2 separate regions of the Nothobranchius furzeri genome follow, and region 1 is linked to region 2. The links are chromatin contacts, called in public Micro-C maps. All regions are on one chromosome and are shown on one strand. Each heading gives the region's core, a stretch centred on a gene start, on an enhancer-like site or on the middle of the called end of the contact. The rest is flanking DNA. Distances are from core to core; before and after follow the strand shown.

The links. Hi-C and Micro-C count contacts between places; a contact is called where the count stands out from the background.
Region 1: a Micro-C map of tail fin shows a contact between it and region 2, with 8 times the contacts expected there. The contact joins two enhancer-like sites. A contact is called at or near these places in 2 of 2 Hi-C or Micro-C datasets (skeletal muscle and tail fin).

What each region holds. Positions count from the first base shown.
Region 1 is chr5:65,870,189-65,874,808 of NfurGRZ-RIMD1, reverse strand. It overlaps mcl1b (MCL1 apoptosis regulator, BCL2 family member b), which reads left to right. Exons shown (of 3, transcript XM_015949882.3): 3 at 1-442. Among protein-coding and RNA genes, the nearest start is that of mcl1b, 3.7 kb to the left of the region's middle. Within about 2 kb of position 1,873, at least 1 of the 3 cell types and tissues checked has an H3K27ac peak or open chromatin away from gene starts, as enhancers often do. A contact at or near this core is called in tail fin, where this site is marked.
Region 2 is chr5:65,805,971-65,810,805 of NfurGRZ-RIMD1, reverse strand. No RefSeq gene overlaps it. Among protein-coding and RNA genes, the nearest start is that of tmod4, 5.7 kb to the right of the region's middle. Within about 2 kb of position 3,260, at least 1 of the 3 cell types and tissues checked has an H3K27ac peak or open chromatin away from gene starts, as enhancers often do. A contact at or near this core is called in tail fin, where this site is marked.

The DNA of each region.
Region 1 (4,620 bases), core at 624-3,123, 65 kb before region 2:
TTAAAACAGATTTATTTTTTAAATAAATGTAAAATGTAAATATGTGAAGCCTTGAAATTGCTCTATTAATCAGGTTTTTTTTTTTTTTTTCACTCACGATTGCTCGTTCTTATGTAGGTAGGCTGTTTTGTTACAGATCATGTGCCATGTTAACTTGAGGGATATATTTTTTTTATTTTAAGTTGTTGCAGGCATGACACCAGTTTTCAGACAGTTCCCTCAATACCTTCATATTGATGCCTGAATGACCGGAAACTAAAGATGTGGAGTTTCTATACTTGATATCATAATTGGATTTTTGCACATATGCAACTTGCTGGACTTTTTTTTTTTTTTTTTTCCCCTCCCTTCCTCCAGAAAGACCTGGACACTTCTGGGCGTTTGGACTTTGTGTAACAAGAGGTTAAAATAACTCCTGGACAAATAAAGAACTGGCTCCTTACTAATTGAAGTCAATTGTGTTTGAGAATAAATTGCCTCATAACAATGAGCAATAGTTTAGATTCAGGAGTGAGCCACAAGAATAGAGCAGGGGTTCAAACTGATGTGTCTCTCTGGGTAAAATGAAAATTGCAAACAAAGACGGATTACATCTGCCTCCTATATTGCTGTGGTGGATTTTTTTTTTTAACACCACATTTCCAATACAGCACTGGCTGCCATTTCCTAGAAATTTGAGACTAGCGCCTCTACCTAAAAATGTGCTAAGCTGCAGCTGTTTTTCAAAGTTGCAGTGTTGACATCTCTGCAAAGCTGTTGCACCAGCTAGACTCATGTAGAGTTTCCTGTCTTGGCTGACATCTACCTAGGACCTGGTGACTCAAGTCACAAAAACATGCATTTGATTGGGTGCAGGGACAATAGAACTATAAAATACTCCTATCCTCATTTTTTTACTTGGACCTGTTGGAGGTCCTTATCTCTGCCAGGACCGTATCAATCTTCAAATGGAGGAAATCCTTTATCTGTGGCTTCGCCCTTGTTTGTTCAACTCCTGCTGTAGTCTGGGGTTACAGAGCAAACATATTTCATCAAGGTCTAGAGAGGAAATGTAAGAAGTTGCCATGGAGACAATCCACAGCAGACCTCCTCAGGTTAATGAAGTTGGCCACCACCCTAGTTACCTGGGAGTAGTTCATTGTGAGAAATGGGCTGTTGTGCTTTAGGGAGTGGAGACAGTCTAACAGAGCAGGCTGTTTGCAAACTCGGCTGCAGCATCTTGGAGGTGAAAATGCAAAATAATTCTGCCAGAAAACCTCCTAAAGCTTAATTTTATGTGTTTTTAAGGTTTTAGTAGTACTTGAAGTGATTTGCATGACTAGGAAGGGAAAACATGTTTTGCACAGTTCATTTATGTGCAAATCCCCACCAGTATACAGAGCTGGGGGAGCTCATAACCAACCTCACCTTGAAAGTGCATGAATCAGTTCTGGTGAAAAAGTTCTCCAGTGAACTAGTTTATCGTGTCATATTTTCCAGCAGCAGTGGTTTGTTGTGGGAGAGCTGCGTCTGCTTTATGCAGCTGCAAACTGAAAGCACCGAAGAAATCTTCCAGCAGTTCATTCCTGGGCAGGGTTGGCTCTAAGGAGTGGTTTTGAAACTATTGTCTTCAAACATTTGAGTATCGATGGGCACAGGTGATCTGAGGAGAACCATAAAACTGAAAAACAATTTTAAACACTAAACTCAGACTTCACCACACACTGGAGTATGTGGACATTGTATTTACAAAGTTTCTAACTTCCTGGTGATCCTGGCAGGGAAGTGTGTCTAGATGCATATGTGGGTGATTTTAAAGAGAAGTTTCATAACTAAATGAGTCATTTTGATTGCTTCATTTGAAAGCAGCTTTTCTACCAACCACCAACCATGTAACTTGAGATTGGAGGATCTGCCTTTCACCCTATTGGCTGAGAGCCGCTCTACTTCCCTGTAGCAACAACTCGCCCCCCCCCCCCCCCTTTTTTTTTTTTTTTTTTTTTAAGGCAACGTTTCTGGGAAATCAGCTGACGCACAAGTTAATCTTCCTCTGTGGTAATCTAAGCGCTGCTAGTTGTTAGAAGCCCCAGAATACTGAGAAACATGACCCTGATATGTAAAGATAGGGTTACGTTTTTGGGTCTGCAGCAGAAGGGAAACAAACTTTAAAAGTCCACGACTCAGCAGCCAAGAACAAACTGTCACAAGTTTCTGAAGCTCATTTTCAGAGTTAAAGACTTCTTTTGAGTGTTGTGAGCTTTATGAGTTTTTAACTGAATTGTGACCCTCATTCTGTGTTCTGCTGCATAAATATAAGTACATAAAAATGTGCAAATTTGTTAATCTTACTTGATACGTTGCATCTGCTTTGCTGCAGTTACGCCAAAAACTGTATCTATGCTAACTAGCTTCTTTGGAGTCCGTATTCGGTAGCCATCTGGGTGCATTGGATATGCATGTGCCAATAATGATTATTACTTATGCATAAAGTAAACATGCATTACCCAGTTTAAAAACAATCAGGAGTTGGTTTTCATCTTTAGCTGCTTGTGAGACACTTTAAAGTGGCAGCGTGTAGTTTGCTAGCGCTAGGCGGCAGCACATACGTTTCAGGGTAGTTTTGCACCATATCGATCGTGACTGTCACTTGATTAAAATAAATATGGTAAATGTTACCTGTGGAGCAGAAAGCATGCAACCTCGGCATGACTCCTTCAGTTAATTCTGAGATAACGCAATGCCGATTGTAGTTTTCTGGTGCTGTAGTTTCCGAATCTGCGCCTGCTAATGATGTCATACTGCTCGGCCAAAATGTACTGCATCTTTTTTTTATATTCTGTTCTTTCACGTGTTTTGGAAAGAGTTTATGAGTTTTGGTATTAAATTTGTGTTTTACTACCTAAATGTTTGTGAAAGTGGTAACCTGCGTAAGTCATACATCCAGTCAAACATCTAGTGTGATGTCATCGACAGGTGCAAGACCCCGAGCTGGCCAGAAGGAAACGTGGCGTCTATGCCCCCAAAGACTCTAGACCCTGTGACCTTTAGACCTGCTTTTTATGGTTATATGTTACAAAGCCGCCAATATTTTTCAACAACTGGACATCGTTTTATTCATTTTCAACAACGTTTCGATGGATGTTTCCAGAGAAAAACAATAAAAACTACACATTGTCTCTTTTAAGGAAACATTTTGAAGAACACCTGGTTTTTTATTTTTTAAACGTCCTTAGAAGTCTTTGTTGTTTCCGGATTTGCAGTATGACGCATCTGTCTTACAGCTCTGTTCATTATCATTGCGTTCATAACCTTATTGTTATTAAACAATGACCCTATTGTTCAGACAGTCACTGTAAAAGAAAGGCTGTCAAGAGATCTTACAAAAATAGCTGGAGATCGAAGGTCAAATGGCTCTTTTTTTTATCCATGGCTCAGTCTGAGCTCTTGGTGAGGTGATACTCATCTCAGATCAAATTCTATCCAATAGGTGTTGTGTCATGATCCTAACCGTCCAGAAGAGTCATCCTGTCCTTTGAAACTTTATTCTTTGACTGATGACCACGGGGTGCCATTAAAAGATCATTCATCCCTGCTGGCGGTTGTGACGCACTTTCTGGGCTCTTAAACCCTGGAACTTGATGCTGTTGGTGATTTCATGAGATCTCTGATCAGTCTGTGTGTGCAGATGCAGGTGCATCATTTGGATGCTTTATTCTCTAATGGACAGTGTTTGCAGTTTTATAAATAGATTATCTATCCTGGCATGTAAAGGTATGCAAAGTACAAGAAAGCTAGAACTTTTTTGTTCACAGAACCTACAGCATGAGGTTACAAACTTTTATTTGGCTTACCAAAGAATTTCTAGTTTGAGTTTTATTTTCTCATTTGAAAATAATTTGGCTTATAATTGTGTGTGGCACAACCCTCCAGCTTCATGCAAAATGTCATGCAAAAGCCAAGCTCTGCACCTCCCTTTTTGATTGTCCCTCCTTACCTTTGTCTTTCTACAGTGGACAATAATGTCTTTGACTTCGTGTGTGTTCATTAAATGTGCAGTATGAGAGGATTTTCTCAGTCATTTTTCGTCATGTTGCCTGAAATTATCTTTACATATACATGGCAACCAATAAATCACGTTTTGTAAAAAATTAATGATTTTAATCGCCTCTGAAGCGTAAAACCCTGCAGAAACAACATCCAATCATTGTGCACGTCCCGTTCCTAATGATTGGACCATAACCCACCCATCAAACTGCCCTCTGAGTGTCTCTCACCTTACTACATATAACCCTCTTTCTGCTTTAACTGCACGCTTTAGGCTCAGAGCAGCCAAACTGGAAGTGAAGCCAGCTGAGCTGTTTAGTGTCACAGATGGAATGTTTCTTTCTGTTTCCAAATGAATTTTAAGGAGTTGTTTAACAAGTCTGATTCTGTTTTTGCTGGGAAGTGTTGTTGTCTATGAACACAGCTAATGAGCAGGCAGAAAGGAGAGTTCAGTTTGGCTTCTGTAAATTCCTACTTAGAGGTGGGGTTTCACTAAATTGTCGATTTTGCTGAGCTCTTGTGGTTTTGGTGTTAAAATTAAGACCTTGTCCACACGTAGATGTTTAATTTTCTAAACAAATATCCGCCCATCCAAAA
Region 2 (4,835 bases), core at 2,011-4,510:
AACGTATTAACTGCATGAGGGCTCATTTCTGCTGCTGTGGCTTATTAAATCCAACATTGCTGCTTGTCGCAATTCTGCGACTTCAACGCTTAAAGGGTTAAGGTGGAGTTCTGCATCATCCTGAATGTGTTTCCTCTGTGAATTCCTTCAGGTAAAGAGATAGGGACACAGAAATAACCTGTTTGCCTTCATACCATAGAGGTCATGGACATTTTACCTCCATGCACCAAAGCTCCAGTCATAGAGAGTTGGTTCATTTGCTCAAGTTGGACCTGAATAAACAATCCTGGGCTATAAATGAATCCCGAGCATCATTTGACTGCAGTGTCAAATGTTAAATGCAGTGTTCCGGTTAGGGAGGGCCAGTAATTCTCAGGAAGCAGCAGGCAGACTGTGGCGGATTGTGTGGTATTGCTGCAGAAGCAGTGACAACAGGTGAGTTTCTGTGAAAGTAAGACTAAAAACACAAGACAGAAGCTCATGTGGTTTACCATTTCACAAAAAAAGGAAGGATGCAGAATCAGATAAATGACAACAACGTTTTTAAGCTGCGCCGAATCGTCTCCTTCACACGTAAAAGTTGTGTAAGAAACCAAACGGTCCTCGTGCTCCACTTTCAGCACGAATCAATATGTACTTTAAATGTCGCGAGCAGACACCAGGAAGTTCAATAACTGTGGTTTATCTTCTTAAACGGTCAAACCACTACTGAGTTGACATTTTATTTTGAAGAACTTGAACAAATGGTGCACTTTAACATGGTGACAGTACAGTACCGATCAGTACAAAACTAATGTAGCAAACAAACACGTGTACTCATCAATAGGTGTTTACGACAACATCAGAGTAAAAATGTTTCTGTTTGCGTGACTTATTTGATGCAATGTAAGATTGGGGGCCATTTAGAGCCAAAAAAAAATCACCTGAAAAATAACAAAAATTCTTTTTTATGATAACAGACCAGAACCACCTCTCACGTGCAGGAGAGAGGGCTGATGCTGGAGGAACAGCGGCTCTACTCTAAGCCCCTCCCGGGCATCAAAGTCCAACGAACAACGGAACGTCCTTTGTCTGAATCATTTGACTTCTAACCTTGTTTAACTCATAAAACCAGATTTAAAAAAATCTCATTTCCATGCACCCTTTATAGGAGCGATAGCTATAAACACCTACGTTTAGAATTTTTTTCTGTAAAGCAGCTTAAATGAAAAATATAAGCAAAACTAAACATAGAACTTGGTAATATTTGGTAGATGCATCTTAAAGTTTTTATGACTTTATCTTTCAGGTCTCTAAGCAAATGCGATCATTCGATTCACCTTTACCCTGCAGCCACACCTTGCTCTGATAAAGCGTATCCTCCTTTAACCTGTTCCTCTGTGAAGTGTCACCTTTCACCACATCTGAGATATGCTTTATGACCTTTATGCATCACAACCCATTTACATGTACAGCTGGTTTTGTGTGTTAAAAACGTGGATGAGGGTATTTCTGTCCACAGGTGACTGTGCAGCCCTAGGTGTGCCTGTCAAAGCAGACATGATGGACTTGATGGATCACATATAGATCATACTGATCATCAGGTCTGAGGAGAATTGTTTGGTCTGACACTGACAAGTGTTTTTGTTTTTTTTCTTCTTTTGTGTCTTTTGGGGCAGAAGTAGCTCAGGAGGTAGAGCAGGGTTGCCTCATGATCGCAGGGTTGAGGGCTCAATTCCAGCTCCCGCTAGGGGTTTTCTGCTGTTGTGTCCTTGGGCAAGACACTTCAGCCTGTGTTGGTGGTGGTCAGAGGGGCCGGTGGAGCAAATGGCAGCCTCGCCTCTGTCACTCCGGAGCGGCTGTAGCTACATAGTAGCTTACCATCACCAGCAGTGTGTGAATGTAAGAGTGTGTGAATTATGCAAAGAAGTTCGAGTGCCTGGAAAAACGCTATATCAATCCAACTTATTAATACTATTATTATTTTGTTTATTCTCTGAAGTGCGTTTCTAGCCTGGAGATCTGCTGAGTCAAGGTTAAAAATGTAGATGGGCAGACTGTGTTTTCTAGAAAACACAACGTGGAGTGTGTGCAGTTCGTGCAAAACAAGATTTTCTGTTCCCTTCATATGCACGTACCACACACACACACACACACACACACACACACACACACACACACACACACACACACACACACACACACACACACACACACACACACACACACACACACACACACACACACAGCTTTCATGATGAAAGCTGCTAATGTGCACCACCAGGTGGCGTTACAAGAAACTACCACAAAAGTACTTCCTGTTTTACTGAATGAGAAAGAGAAATGGAAAACTTGTGATGCTTGAAGTTAGAGATGTTTTGGGGGCAACCCCGAGCACTTCCTGTGGGATTTCTTCTTCTTCTTCTGCGTCACATAAAGTGTTCATAAGCTGCTGCCATGACACATGTAGCAGATTTGTAACGCACTTGTTTTTCCAACACTTGATGCTTCCTTGCTGCTCAATATAAACGAATGTGACTCACAATGTATAACATAGTAATAGTTGTTATAAATGTCTTTACATGGTAACACGCTTTTTTGGCTTTGCTTCTTCACTTCCTGTTAGAAATTATTTATGTAAATGCAGAAAGAAAGAAAGAAAGAAAGAAAGAAAGAAAAACTCTTTAAGTGTCCAAATTATAATGATGAAGAAGAAGAAGACGAGTGCTAAAAACTGCAATTGAACAAATAAAACAAAAGTTTTGTTTTTATTTCTGAAAACATTATTGTTTCATTTATTGTTGATAAATTATTGCCATCTATTTTTTTGTCCTGAACAGCCTCTGTTTGGAGAAATAGCCTTTACATCCTACAGTGCTGATCACTGCAATCTTAAAACAGCTCCTAAAACATGTCCTCAGCTGTCAGATGACCATTAAATTATTGAATGTCTCTATAAACCCTGATTACCAGAACTGTAGATAACCACAAGCTTTGGTCTCAGTTGTTCTCAGACCAGCCGGTAGCGTGTCAACAATGTTGGACACAACTGTTCAAATGGGTGGTTAATTAAAATTGCCTGATCATTATTTGGCATTTGCCAAACTTGATGACAAACTAAGGTATGTCAAGTTAAAGATGCAGGAAGTTTAGTTTTGTCTTTAGATCTTAGAACAAAGGGAAATGAACGAGAACCGGTTTGGGCATTTCTGGACTGATGCAATGATTACATGCTGATTCACATCAGTTGATCTGGGAGCTGTTTTACTTCATGGAATATTACTTAGTTCCTTTTTTTTGACAGCATAGTTTATGTGTTCACATCCTGTTTCACTCATGTCTGTTTACCACAAGGATGGGCTCATTTATCACATCGCTCCAGTTTGAAGCAGATATAAAACACATTTTAAACAAACACAAAACAAACAAACACTGCGCTACCAAAGCGGCAGTGGAAACATCTTCTCTTGACTGAAACATTGATACTGATACAACCATGAGTCCTCTCTGTGATATCTGGAGAGTCCAGATTCTTTTTTAGTTTTGTGACATTCCAGAAGCACATACCTGAATGCAGCAAACCTTTGATTTCTCTTCATTCACAAGACTTTCAAAGCTGTCACAGGATTTTCTGGTGTGTATTTTTGTCTCAGTTTCTCAGTGGTTATTTTCATTTCCCTATTACAGGAATGTTTCTCTTGAACATACATTTCTGCCTTTTTAAACCCCCATCAGTATTTGTATTACAAATTACAGTTCAACGCAGTAATTATGACTTCACACACACACACACACACACACACACACACACACACACACACACACACACACACACACACACACACACACACACACACACACACACACACACACACACACACACACACACACACACACACACACACACAAACTAAATACAGACACAATAAATGATTATCTGAGCTGATCAGTACTGCCACCCTGTGGTGATGAGGAAATAAACATTTTTTACGAAAATAAAATATCAAAAAATGTTAATCTGTGGTCTGTCAGGAGTGGATTATAAACAAACATTTCCAAACCAGGCCCTGGAAACAACCTGTGATGTGAAGAATGGCAAAAGTGAAAAGACATCTTCTCTTTTTTCACTTTCCCAAAGTTTGATTCTGGGAAAACCCAGAGGGAATTACATGTCACTAATTTGGCCTTTAAAACTCCACTATAGTATGGATGATTTTTCCGTATCATGGTCAGATGTGTTAGAATTCCCCAGTTTCCAGTGAAATAAAAACAATTATGAGAACTTTACCATGTGGATTATTTACAGGAATAAAAAACAACAGATGACCAACATTTGAAAAAAAAATTAAGAATAAATTCCTCTTCTGCAAATTAAAGATAAATATTACACTAAATGAAATACACTGAAATATTTCAAACAAGTTGTGTTGCATGTTTTTATTTAATAGCTGTAATTGTACTGTAAAAAATGATTGTAAATGTCTGTTATTCTCCTGTGACCCCCTACATGTGCCTTCCAATATTAAACTGTCTATTGTTTATATTCTTTATGATATAAAAGCTGACTAAAGTACTTGACATTTTAAAGCTCTACTCCTTGAGTGTTACTGGGGGCTGTTTTTCTTTCTTGTATTTGTACTTTTCTAACTGTTTGAAACGTTTTCAGGTTTGGGCTGCAAATCAAGATTTTAAGCAATAAGGTTAATTTATTTTTACTTTAATAACCTTTTAAAGATTTGAACTTCTAAATGTTCAAAAGCAGAGCTTGTTTTTCTGTTTTAGAGTTCAATCTAATCCCATTTAGAGGAAATTAAAACCACTTCAAACGAAAGCTCAGGTGTCAGGTGATAAACTGC